Regions from separate parts of the Gossypium hirsutum genome. Here all the other regions are linked to region 2. Evidence: chromatin contacts called from public Hi-C data. All regions are on one chromosome and are shown on one strand. Each heading gives the region's core, a stretch centred on a gene start, on an enhancer-like site or on the middle of the called end of the contact. The rest is flanking DNA. Distances are from core to core; before and after follow the strand shown. Region 1 holds the start of LOC107896790 (F-box/kelch-repeat protein At3g06240). Region 2 holds the start of LOC107896785. Region 3 holds the start of LOC107896778.

What was found. Hi-C and Micro-C count contacts between places; a contact is called where the count stands out from the background.
Region 1: a contact with region 2 is called in a Hi-C map of hypocotyl, with 4 times the contacts expected there. The contact joins the promoter of LOC107896790 here to the promoter of LOC107896785 in region 2. A contact is called at or near these places in 6 of 34 Hi-C or Micro-C datasets (anther, callus, hypocotyl and 2 more).
Region 3: a contact with region 2 is called in a Hi-C map of leaf, with 4 times the contacts expected there. The contact joins the promoter of LOC107896778 here to the promoter of LOC107896785 in region 2. A contact is called at or near these places in 15 of 34 Hi-C or Micro-C datasets (anther, callus, hypocotyl and 3 more).

What each region holds. Positions count from the first base shown.
Region 1 is chrA10:81,550,213-81,554,580 of Gossypium_hirsutum_v2.1, forward strand. It overlaps LOC107896790 (F-box/kelch-repeat protein At3g06240), which reads right to left and starts at 2,510. Exons shown (of 2, transcript XM_041078879.1): 1 at 1,210-2,510; 2 at 259-646. The coding sequence starts at 2,403. The coding sequence ends at 1,249.
Region 2 is chrA10:81,720,349-81,725,396 of Gossypium_hirsutum_v2.1, forward strand. It overlaps LOC107896785, which reads left to right and starts at 2,209. Exons shown (of 2, transcript XM_016822055.2): 1 at 2,209-2,495; 2 at 3,936-4,669. The coding sequence starts at 2,467. The coding sequence ends at 4,530.
Region 3 is chrA10:81,857,527-81,861,936 of Gossypium_hirsutum_v2.1, forward strand. LOC107896778 reads right to left here and starts at 3,122. Exons shown (of 1, transcript XM_016822051.2): 1 at 2,712-3,122. The coding sequence starts at 3,080. The coding sequence ends at 2,898. LOC107896777 (stearoyl-[acyl-carrier-protein] 9-desaturase, chloroplastic) reads left to right here. Exons shown (of 3, transcript XM_016822048.2): 3 at 1-466. The coding sequence ends at 219. It also overlaps the pseudogene LOC121208034.

The DNA.
Region 1 (4,368 bases), core at 1,260-3,759, 170 kb before region 2:
ATATATCAACATTGGATCATGATAATTATAATAAAATAAACACATAATCCTTGAATCACTGACATGCAAGAATCATGAAGAACCCCGGCTTCCCTGAATATATAGAAAACCTGAAATTTAAGCCCTCACCTTAATTATCTGCTTTATCCAATCTCTTCCCCGTTATATCATATGCTTTCATATTTGAGTAATTTAAGTACTTCGATACAGATAGATTTAATTTTGAAGTTTTTCAAATATTTGGAAGTTTCATCCTTGAAGGGTCATTGTCGTGTATTCATGTTCGAATTTATGTTGAATAAAAATATGGACTACGCGAAATAAATGAACAGTAGAGCAACCTAGCTCATAAGATTCCTTCTGTACTTTTCATTTTTCTTGAAGCATCCGTAACTAGTGTTAGGCACCATTTTAGATACGGACGATCACCAATCTAGGTAATAAGTTAACAGTGGTGCCATGAGGACTATCATATCACTACCAATTTTGCTCCAACATCTCAGTTTTCTTTAAGCACCCATATCTAGCATTCGTGTTAGATTTCCAGATATGGGCATGAGAATATGATCCTCCAAATACATTAAAAACCATTGATCATACCTGTACCCAACACACACTCTAGTCCAAAAAGCATACATCAACACCACTGCAAAAATGAGAAACTAGCTGATAATGATTCATGATAGTAGAAGCTGCCCCAAGTTGCATTGGCAAGCAATTGGGAATGGAAATTGTAATAAAAGTGGAAGAAAAAACACAGACAAGCAATCTGTATTCAGTGGATTCCTAGAAAAACAAAATTATTTGAGCTAATTACACTGTTTCATTTGGATCTAAAAGTACTGACAATAAGTCATGATCATCATCATAATAGTTCCTATTGTTCAACATCAAATTACATTCATCGATTCGAGACATCTAGCTCTCTAAACAACAATTCGTGTACGAAAAGCACACCATATCCAGCATGTATATGCACCTGCAGATCGTATCTGCAGGTTATTAGATCTGCAGAGAAGAGTTAACAACTAATTGATTCTCTAGGCAGAAATCTAGCAAATTCACTGAACCAACCAAAAAAAATACAGACAAGGCAGAGGCTAACATCTTTGGCTTACGTATAGAACGAACAATAACAGCAGTTTTGGAGAAAGACAATATAGTCGACATAAACTGCATATCAAGAGAGCAAATCCCATGAAATCTTACCTCTTTTGTTGTAGTCCCCATCCATTTTCATATTCAATATCAATTCGATGCGTCTCCAGCCGGCCGACGTATTATAAGTTCCTCGCGCTCTGATCTTCCATTGATTGGAACCAAGCTCTCAACATAAGCAATAATCTGCATCGTTTCCTGATAAGCATGGATATCAAGACTTTTAAGCTCTCGCGTGGAGGGGTCAAACAACACGAGTTCATGATCCGAGCTCTCGAGAAACAATTCACCATTTTTCCAAAACCCCAAAGGCCTCTCAACTCCAGGAAGAGAGTCAATTCTGAATTGTTTAGTCCATGATCCATTCATAACCCACAAATCAAAAGATTTGTCAGTCCCTTCCCTTGGGTAAACAATAGCACCAAGCAGTCCATTGAAGTCCAAAAGTTCCAAATAGTATTTAGCTAAAGACCCACCAAATTCAGGCAATGGTAAAGTAGAAAACTTTTCATTGACCATATCAAATGAGAGAATAAGGTAATCAGAGTCCCCAATTGCCTGCCAATAATAAAACCCATTTACGTAATTATTAAACAAAGGAGATCCATAAGGTTGAACCCCGGGAACTGAAATCTCCTTCCATGAATCGCTTTTAAGTGAATATAACTCAACTTGGTGGTTCCAATCACCCATTAACCCTTCATCTTCATTCTCTTCAAAATAATTAGTAACAAATCTTACCACTTTGTAGTCACCACTTTGAGAATCAAACCCAATACCAACGCAACCAAAACTAGTGGAATCTACTAAAGGAGGGCGTTGGACTGTGGATTGAGGGAGAGTTTTAAACTCTCTAGTTGATGGGTTCCAAAGGGCAACCTTATCAGCATCATGTAAACACAATAATCCATTACAAGGACCTGAAACCACTGGGGCATACCAACAATCCTCGAAAAAGGGTAAGTGAATGTTGTGTTGTACCGAAAAGTTTTGGCTTTTCTCAGTTGAAAGTTGAGATAAATAGTAGATGTCATCATGGGTGTTACCCTGACAACGTTTGAGGAGGAGATTAAGGTTGTTGTTGTGGAGGTTGTTTTGCTGATGTTTGGTAATGAAGTGAGGGGTTTGAAAAGATGAACACCAAGGCTTACAAACGCACCTGAAACGTGTCAAGGATTTAACTGGAAGCTTTGACAGAATCTCCAACATCACCATTTCTGGTACCTCAACTCTTGTTTCGGGCATCTTCCCTCTCTGTCTTATCTATTTCCTCTGTCTTTTGATGAATGATTTCTTTTGGGGGAAAACAATGTGAACTAAGATAGAAAAAAGAAGGCAAAACTATAACAAGTAACATTACACGTTTTCTTATTTGGTATATAACAATTACAAAACAATGTTGAAGATGTGAAAGAAAGTGAAGGTTAAATTATGCTATTACAGTCCCTGTAATTTATGAAAGTTATGGATTCAGTCATTAAAATTTAATTTGATCAATTTTAATTTTTGTAGTTTTAAATTGATCAAATCTACTCCTTTTCAAAAAGTAGCAATTAAATTTACTTGGTTAAATTCAATTACTACTCATTTAGAGTTGTAAATTTAGTTCATATTCTCAAATTTAATCATTCTAAGTCCTTATACTTTTTGAATTTTGAAATTTCAATCTTTATGCAAAATACAATTTTTAATCCATTAATTATATTTTTAATGAATAATATGCGAAAATAATTAGCTGATATGACATTAAACATATGATAATATGTTTGTCGCATCATATTTTGAAAATAGCATAACTTAATGAATTTAACAATTATCATTTGATGAGGTTTGAAATTTAAAAAGTAAAAGGGTTAAAAATAACTAAATTAAAGTATATAGACTAAATCCATAACTTTTATAAAGTACAGCGACTAATAACTAAATTTAACTTAAAGTTGAACTACGGTCAATGTTGTTGGACTACAATGATGGGCCTGGCCGAGCCCTCTGGTAATTCTCAAAACCCAAGAGCTTGTCCTGGGTAGGATTAGCACAATAATGGCCATATCCGTAAATTGAAAAGGTTAAAGTATTTTGTTAGTCCTGTACTTATATATAATTTGAGATTTGGCGTGTCTACTTTAAAAGTTAAAAATTCAATCTTGATATTTTTTTAATTTAAAAATTCTAATTTAATCATTACCGTTATTGTAGTTTTTGTCAAAATTCATTAATTTAACATGTTTATTTAAAATCAATCATATGTTATGTCATATAAGGACAACCTAATCAAAATTCTAAGTTGATAAATTTTGACAGAAAATATTTAAGATTTTAATGATTGGACTCTGACTTTTTAAATAAAAAAATACGAAGACCTAATTTTTTATTTTTTAAGTACATAGATTAAATCTCAAAATTTGACAAAATTCAGAGACTAACATCATATATTAACCAATTAAAAATATCTAAGATATTAGGAATATAACCCCAGTCTTTTATTTTTTACTAAACAAAAAAAAAATCAAGAATAGGGATAGCATACATTACATAGTAATCCTTGAAGAGCAAATAAGTAAATCAAAATTGGTCAAGAAATAGTTGAAAATACAAAAAGAACACTAAACTTGATAGCATTGATAAACAGAAAATAGAAGCATGACAAAAAGGTAAAAATCTGATACAAACATATCAACCTCCAATATGAAACAATCCATAATTCATGAAAACTCAGGTCATCATCTCATAAAAATCCCTTCCAATCACCATACTCCACAACTCATGATAATCTCTTAACAAAACTGATTATTGAAAGCAACCATTGGAAGTAGATAGAGTCACCAGACTATAACTTGGATAAAATGAATGTGAATATGAATATTTCTTGAACATTCCAAAAAAACTATTTTTATGTTAAAGTGACACCACATAAATGATAGCAAAACTAAACTCCCTCTCTTCAATCTCAATTAGATTAACCATCAATTCAATAACTCACTTTCTTCTCTACTTATTGTGTTCAATTATAAATTTATTTTGAAATAATTAAAATTGTAAAGTACATGTTTAATATTTCTATTGTTAATATTTTTGGGTTATTGATTTGAAATAAATTTCATTTTATAATTTTAAATTTTAGATTTTTTGACTAAGTATTCAACTCTTACTTCTACTATCTAAGAGTATTTACTAATTTTTATTTAATAATGGTATATTCAAGTATGTAAT
Region 2 (5,048 bases), core at 959-3,458:
CTAACCATGTCTGAGTATGTATTAAAAATGAAGAGTCGGAATATTATCATCTATAAATCTGAAGAATGAAAAACTTAGAAGGGTGTAAGATTTATCAATAATATCTAATTTTTGTTAACAAATAATAATATTAGATTGACATTTTCACTTTATTAAGTTCAGTAAAGCTTCCCAAGACTACTAACTTTTTTCTTCCATGGTGGGGGTGGTCTTAGTAGAAAACGATTTGAAAGGCGGGTCTACAAATATTGTAGAAAAAAGAAAAGCAAAAGATGAGTGAGAGTTGTATCTTTTGACCCTGTAAAAAAGAAATTTTGTCAGTCTTATGGAAAGATCATATCATATCATATCCCCCTCTACACATAAATGAAAAATGCTTTCCATTTCTCTTTTATGGGTATCAACTCAATGTGATAATGGAAATATATATAATTGAAACCAGTAACTACTCCACTCCACTCCATCATGTAAAGCTCTCCTTTGTGCCTTGATTTAATCAAAACTTTAATATTAAAATTTTATAATTTTATGGCCACCTCCACATCAAATTTTGACTTCAACATGAATCTATTACATTATTCTTCTTTGGAACATAATAGATCAATTTTGCATGAGAAAATGATAGATAAATTAATGGAGTTTGATAAAGAAAGATGTAGAAAGAGAATGTGTAATTAATCCAGACATCCCCAATCATAATGTCTCCCTTTTGCAGCAGCTTTTGGAGTTTCTGATATAACACCACCCACATTTGAATCATGATGCCATGGCCGTCCATTCTAACATTAATCTATATCTTATTCACAAAGTACAATTAATAATATAATACCTATATACTACTTACCATAAAAGAACAAAGCCCACCATTTTGGTGGATTTTAGGCATATAAAAATTTATCTCAATTTTAAGGCTCATACTTTTACAATATTACAATATATACTCCATTAAAGACTGCTATGAAAAGGCTAATCAAAGTCAAATCCATACCAACACTATAAAAGCAGTAGTAAGGAAAAATACATGTTTAAATTTGAGGGATAATGTAGTTGAAAATAGTACTTATGAATCTCAAAAATAAATCATAGAGTGAACATGATAAATAAATAATAAAAAAAGTCTATTATTTTGTCTATAAATATCCATTTTAATTATTTTTTATTATATTCAAATTTGATTTTTTTATTTTTATAATATTAATAGTAGGTCGGTTAATTAGAACTTAAAATAATAAAATTGGGATATTTAATCATTGTTTATGTAAAAGAAATATGGAAAGGAAACAACAAAATTATTGGTCTTCAACTTGGAAAATAGTTGATCTCAATTTGCTAAAATTCATAGTTAGGTTGAAATATGAAACCTAACCAAAAAGAGTTGATTTATGTTTTCTGGTAACAAAGGCCATGCATGCATGTCTTCAACTAAAACAATCTCTCACTTGCTATAATTATACATGATTATACTGAATGCTCCCTTCCTTTATAATTATGATTTACTTTACAACCCACTTTTGGATTAATATGAAATTGTTTTATCTGTGATCCGATCAAAACTAAAAAAAAAGTTATATGAAAATAGTTTAAATTAAATTATTAATTTTTGAGAGGGATCAAAAATATAAGTATTCCATTTTGTTAAAAGGTTAAAAATGATTAAAGTATACCATTTACTGACTTTAGATCGTAAAATGTTTTCAAATGTAAAGGATCAAAAGAATAATATTTCAATATTATAAATTAGAACACTTGTAATCATAAAGAAATTAAAATTAAGAGCTCCTTTATACGTAAATATACAATGTTCGTCTTAAAATTCGATCACAATCCAAACTTTAACTTGATATGACGTGGGTCAAAATGTCATATTAGTCCTTGTACTTATGCAGGATTTCAGATTTAGTCCTTATACTTTAAAGGTTAAAAAATTCAATCCTCCTACTGTTCTAATTTAAAATTTTTAATTCAATCATTATATATATTATTAATTTCTGTCAAATTTATTAATTTAATATGTTTATTTTTTGTCAATACATCTATTGTCATAATGTTAATTTGACAAATTTTGACGAAAAATATTAAAAATAGAGGGAGCACAAATTTTACAAGGTTGTAAAGTGGCATGAAGGGGTAATAGAGTAATTGCATTAAAAAGTAGTCACAATGAAACTTTGCCTTTAAAAATTGAGATTCTCTCTCTTAAGAAAAAGAGAAAGAAATCAGTTGAAATCATGGCTGCCAAATGAAAAGCAAAGAGTGTTCGTAATAAAGAAAAGAAAAGAAGGGCACATCACATTACCAACTCTCCCATGCCTTTCAGACTCATCCCTTCAACTTGAAGGCCAAAAAGCCTTTATTTTATTTTTTTGTATTTTTCACCTCTTTCTCTTTCAACACACAGATGAAAATTCCCTGTTTTCTCATCTTTGCTCACCTCTTTCATTCATCGCTCTTCACCTTGCTTTGTTCATGCAAGATCCTAAGAACTCTCACACAAGGTAAACCTTTTTCTCTCTTTCTTTTTTCCTTTTCTGCATGTAATCCGAATGCTGCTACATTGCTCGGATCAATTCAAACATTTCTCATGAATTATCACCTGTTTTAGTATCGATTGTCTGTTTTTGCTGTGAACAATGTTGCTCATAGAATAGATAGGAATGGTGTTGCCAATTCTACCCAAATTGAATTGATTTTGAAAACTTGTTGAGATCAGCTCGGCAAGTTTGCATACAAGGGTGTTAGTTAAAATGCCCCTGATTTTCATGCAGTTTTGATTTGAGTAAGAAATGTTCAAAATCTGCAGACTCAGCAGTTTTCTTTTGCACATTTGTCCACTAAGTGCTTTGCTTAGTGGGCCTATATCTTTACTTGATTTGATCCAATAAGCTAAGTTAAGTCAATGGTTTGAGCCTTATGGCTTGTGTAAGAAATTCCAATCCAATCTTGCCTACCTGAAATCCATTATGTAATATTTATACTAAATCATGCGACACTAGGTATGATATTAATTATCATTAAAAAAAAAAAAGGTATATTAATTTTTTTCACTTATTTAATTGGTGACGTCAACTCAGGAGATATTTATACAGTAAGTGTAGATATAGATAGTAAATTTGTAACTAAAGAACAGCATAGACCCTTAATACCAAAAAGAAAATACATAAACCCTGATCAGAAAGTATGCATTTGATCGTCCAAAAATCGTTGCTAAGATCATTTACAATTTATTTTTTACAAAAAATAAAAAAATAAAAAAAATAAAAGTTGCAATCTGAAAATATAAGAAGATATATTGTCCTAGAGGGTGTCTTGTTCAAGTAACAATTCTAATGTATATTGATATTGTCCTAATTTTGATCTAACACCTATAATCTCTCTTAACACTAATTAAGAAACTGTCGAGATTTTATCTTTATAGGATCTGATCATATCTATTTTATTTGACATAATATCTAGAATTATTCATAACTCTTTCCCAACTCATAAATAATAAGAAAATAATGCGCTTCAGTATATTTAAACTTATGTCCTCTTGCATAAACAACAATACCCATGCCAATCGAGCTAAGAATAAATATATATATTCAAAAACTTTTTTTAAGTTTGACTGACATTAACAGGGTCTTCGAGGTCATATTCCATACTGATATCTGAATATCTACGGAGCATGGTTACTTCAAAAAGGAAAAAAAAATTGAAGCAACATTATTTTAATATATATATATGTCTATATATATGTATAGTGAATATGAAAGTATCCAAAAAGAAGCATGAATTTAACTTTTCCTTTGATATACGTAGTAGTAATTATAAAGTTGATTGTGGTTTTGATATTGGCTTTTTTACGATTTTGGCGTTTTGGTCTTCATCCTCAACAGTTTTTCCAAAAAAAGTCTTGCTCAAGATTTGATGCTATAGTTTTGCTTGATTTTCCATAGGAAGCCTTGGTATCAAAGAGCAATGGAGAGGGCCACCGTATGGAAAACTGTTTCGAAGACGGCCGGAATCCCTACTACAAATGCTACAACATTGTGGAAAACCATTTCAAGACCAACTGAAATCCCCATGGCGAATGCAACATTTTGGAAAGCGATTCCCAAGTCCACCGAAATCCCTTCAACTCATCCCAATAGATCGGAGAAGCTACGGAAATGTACTTCCCTAAGGGTTGCCACTACGTTTACTCGAGTTTGTCTATGTGCACCAATCTCTTCCTACAACGAGGTATTTCGTGCCGATGTTCCCCCTAGAAGAAGCAACACTTACCCTAGGTCAAAGGCCTTTCCCCTGGCGCAAGAAAGGGTAATACCAAGAGCGAGACTTAGCACGGAAGGAAGAAGAGTTTTCCGTGGTAAATCATTGACGGACGATGTATTGATGAGGAGATTTGTTGTGGAAGAAGAAGCAATGATGCAAGTTAGGAGGAGGAATCAAATGGAGGTTATAAGGAAGAGAAGTTTGATGAGAAGGAAGATGCTTGGCCCTAGTCCTCTTAGTAGAATGGTAAAAGCTAATGAAGATGATGATTTTTAACCTTCTTTCTTTCTTTTTAATATTACCCATATTTTATCTCTAGTTTTCTTTTATTTAATTTTCATTTGTCTGTACTTTCGATTGTGTACTTTTTTAAATGCTGGGATGCCAATTCAAATTTGGATCTTGCTTTTAACCATTAGTTTTTTCAATTTTTTAAATTTCCAAGTGTTTATTATTATCGCAAAAAAAAAATCAAGTAAAATATCTATTTTAAATATCCTATTGAAAGTAAAAAAAAATTATTTAAATAATATTTGAATTTATAATATAATATTTTAAAAATTAATATAAATTATTTGTAACTTTTAATTTGGATAAATAAATCATATTTTAAATATTAAAATTACATAAACATAATCTTTCCAAATAATTATATATTTGATATAAATTTAAAAAAGAAAATAATTATACATACAATAAAAAGATTGCAAAAGACAAATAGACTCCATGTTTGGAATTTAAAGTGAATTGTATACATTCACGTTAAAATTGGCTTTTTTAAAAGCTAAAAACAT
Region 3 (4,410 bases), core at 1,872-4,371, 140 kb after region 2:
TACACTGCCAGAGACTATGCTGATATACTAGAGTTCCTGGTGAACAAATGGAAGGTGACGGAGTTAACTGGACTTTCAGCCGATGGGCGTAAAGCTCAGGATTATGTGTGTGGACTTCCGCCAAGAATTCGAAGGCTGGAAGAGAGAGCTCAAGGAAGGGCCAAGGAAGCACCCAGGGTTCCATTCAGCTGGATATTTGATAGAGAAGTCCAGCTCTAAGGCTTTTTTAAGTTTTCTGATGATGAAAAATGGTGATTTCAGTTTCCTGCAACAGAAGTAGAAGTTTTCAACATGCAATTTCTCTTTTTAAATTCCCCCATGTAATGTTGCTTGAACAAGTTTCAGTTAATCAGATTCAAGTTAAAAGTTTTAAACTGGATAAATAATGTTTATAATCCGTTAGTACCCAAACCAAAGTGGCTATGAACTAGATCAAATTCAATTGATTTCCGATCAGTTATATACAGACTTATGCTTCCATGAATTGGGTTGGTCAATTGGGTTTTAATGTTTTGATATAGATTCGGTGAATTTGAGTCTGGTTTTGATGACTTTTGGTTTGAGTTCTGAGTTTGGGAGTTTTGACATTTTAATTTAATATATTACACTTTGCTTGCTTGTTAGGGTTATTTAAGTTCAGCTTGTTATGAATAATCAAGTTGGATTTGACTTGGAACATTCTCGAAATCGGAAAACAAGCAATAAGAAATTCCTTTTCAAATTTTTCATCTGCATGCAAGTTATTTTTTAGTGTTTGGTAACTGAGAAAAATGAACTCATTATCAAGATTTAGCTATCAACAAAATTGCCTCCTAAAATGGCCTTTATCGGGCGAACTTCTATTTTTGTTATATACCTTTGATATTTAGATTGGAATGCAGTGTAAAATATGATCAATAAAGCTTTGAAGAGGATCACTTGACACAAGTCTATATACAATGAAAAACTAAGAACTTGTAAGGGAGGTAATGAATGTTACCATAGAAAATTGCAACCATATCATGTATAACAACAGCTATGGCAATCCAGGCTTAAGATTTGTGATCCTTCGTCGCTGCCATTACAGTATCCAGGCAACAAAACGATACTAACCTTACATAAATACGACGACGACAAAGTCAAACAAATTGATCAATACCTAAAATTGCTAAGCAAGTGTTTGTATCGATCAAGTCGCTACACACGTATCCTATAAAACCAAGACTGAAATTCAAGAAATTCATAACTCATTATGTTTCCGGAAAACGAATATCGATGCAGTACTTAACGAGGCAGCAGCTTTTGGTAGCTCAGATACTCGAAACTTCCAAGCTTTCCCTTCGACTTGTACTGGACTATGTTCTGGTATCAACAGTCCAAGCCCTCGTTTCCTGTCAACATCTGCCTCTCCAACCCATAATCCACATGTTTCTTAAAACCCCTCCATGGACCAACACAAAATCTCCTACCATTAAAAAGTCGCATTATCAGCCAATAATCTACGTGAAATTGGACCATTAGGTCTCAGTGTAGCAGTTCTAGCTCTGAAACTATGACAAAACTTTTCAAGCATGCCATGAAATATCGATGAAGGAATCCCCTGGAAAGGCATTTCCAACCCACGACACAAACTCTTCATCTGTTCCCAACACCATACCAATAAGCCCAAACAATGACTTCCTCCAAACTCTTTATAGTTACCTACCTAAAATCATCTTCAACATTCATTATCTCATGATTGCCATTCAAAGTTATCAGTTTGCCCACCATTTTTAACAGCTTCATGCTTCAACATCTTTTAGAAATAAAGGATCTTGAGCACACCACCTATTTGAACAACGGTGGTAGACACACCAAACCAATAATTGGACCCATCAATTAGGCCACCAAGACGGAAGGCTTGCATGATCTTCTCGAGATCGCCATGGAGGGCTCCCTTAGCAACGACACAACTGGGGGAAGGGTAATGAGTTTGAAGGGGTTTTTGAGGAATTTGTCGATGGTGATGCTTGGGCAAAATGAGGCCGCTGATAGACAAGTCTACGAAGGTGTCAACAACTGATGTAAGAAATGAAGGTTTTCACATGCTGATGATCATCTTCTCTTGTGGACTGATGCTGTTTTCCATTATTTTTTAGGGATTGCTTTTGGCCATCAAGTCTTAAAACCAATCACCATTAAAGGTTGACTAGACGACAGGTCAACTTATTTTCGACCAGATTAATTTTGATTAAACAAATATTTGGGTCGTTTTTATTTCGGGTTATTAGAAATCATTAGAATTGCTTTACTAGGATCAAACTACCGAATCGAATTTAATTATGATAAAGTTAATGCATTACTGTTTTCAACTGGAGGAACCATCAGGACATGTCAAGGAACAATTATGGTTTCCTGGAATGTTCAAGCAAATGGAAAAGTAAAGTGACAAATCTCCACATCAGAATGGCTGCCTACAGTTCTAAGCAGTAAAAAGTATTACTACAGGTTAACCAAACCTTCCAAGATACAAAATATAAATGAAAAATAACCAATGGGATGAAGTTTTTAAACTATACAAGTGCCCGCGCTTGCCTTTGGACCCGTCCAGAGAAAGGTCATTGGCTGGTTGCTATAGGGGCAACAACATCAGAAACACACAAAAAAATTAGGGTTTGAGCTTCTCCAACAATAACCAGTGCTGTCATCACAAAAGGTCGTAACATGATAAAAACTTAAAGAATACAGCCAAGGGAAAACTAGTAATAAGTTTTTATTATTATCAACTACAATATAATGTATAACAAACAAAGACAAATAGTTTTCAAAACACAGATTTTAAACACATTATTTTGTCTGTCATATAAATGACCTTTACCTAGTTCTTGACTGCATTGTCACAAAAAAGGCTAATGAGATCAAGGCTTTGATCCCATGCTTCACTTCCCCTCTTGCTTTTTCAGCTCCTCGAACTTATCTATAGCCACCTGAAGCTCATCTGTACCTCCAACAGCTCTCATAGTATAGAAATATACACCAAATACAAATGCTGTCAAACCCCCCGCGACTACCATATTCTTAGTCTTTGGTGCAAGGCTGCCATAAGCAAATAGTCCAGCCATCTCAAAGCAGAAAATTGGTCCAATGTGTTAATACCGTCCAAGCTGAAATTCACCAAGCTATTAGTCTACTATCTTCCAAAACTCCACTTGGAAATGGGGAAAAAAGGAGTACAAAAACATGCTCCCTTAGAAATTAACTCTATTAGCCTATATGGTTCTTCGGCAAGGCGATGGAAAGCAACAAAACGTGAAAAAAGAAGAAGGAAATATCCAAAAAAATCCCAATATTATATTACAGTAATTTGAGGAATCTTCTATTGCGTGATACATGATTATAAATTAACAAACAGGAAGAAAAAACAAATTATCTAGCACATCATGTTGATTTATTTTTGAAATTTCATTGCTGAGTCACAGCATGATCCCTACAGAAAGAACAAGATTTTAATCCCCTTCTCCAAATAAAAAATATATAACCAATTAAAATGCAACAGTAATTCCATTGTTCCTTATGAAGTAAAATCATGCAATTCATTTTCTAAAAGATATATATAGTTTCAATTTTTTATTATTCAAAACAATACAACTTGCTTTGATATCAACAGATAACTTGGTGCTTTTTGGTTCTGGAAACAAAAGGCTAAGCAGTTTGGTAACAACAAGTGATGTTTAGATTATTAAACAGAAAATGCAAATAAGGCATCAAAATTCAAACACAAATAATACTGATTTCAAGCAAAAAGTTCATAGCAACAAAAACAGGCATTGTTCATACTTCATCCTTTAAACAATCATTAAATCAAACGAATATTTGTAACAAATCATAACAATAGTAACCAGCAATCAACTATCCAAGAAGAACCCATTTCTCATACCACTGAAAACAAATTAAATTCATATAAAATCAACCCAAAGTCTTAAAACAGATAAGTGGTTCCTCCAAGTTCTGCTAAACAGCAATCTTTCTCTCACACTTTTCAACTTGACCAAGCAATTTCTTTCCTTTTTAAAGTAACACATAATAAAGAACTAAAAAAAAAAACAGCGATAGAGCGGAAGCTTACCCGAAAATCCCAAAGCACCGATGGGTTTTTTTTATTATCTTAACCTGAATACAGAGGAGAAAACAGAAAGGAAATGCTGCAGATTTGAAAGGTAAAGGAATAGGTGGTGCGTGGATTTGGTTGGGATGGTTATGGTTGGGCAAGCAAAACAACGTGGGCCTTAATATTGGCCCATTAATTAATATCATTTACAAATAAAAAGTAAAAAAAAAAACTCATTTTGGTAAATTACAATAAAGGGTAAAGCCCAACGTGACTGACACGACTAAATAGAAAAAAACTATGGTTGGGCAGATTTGAAAGGTAAACGAAACCAAGGAATAGGT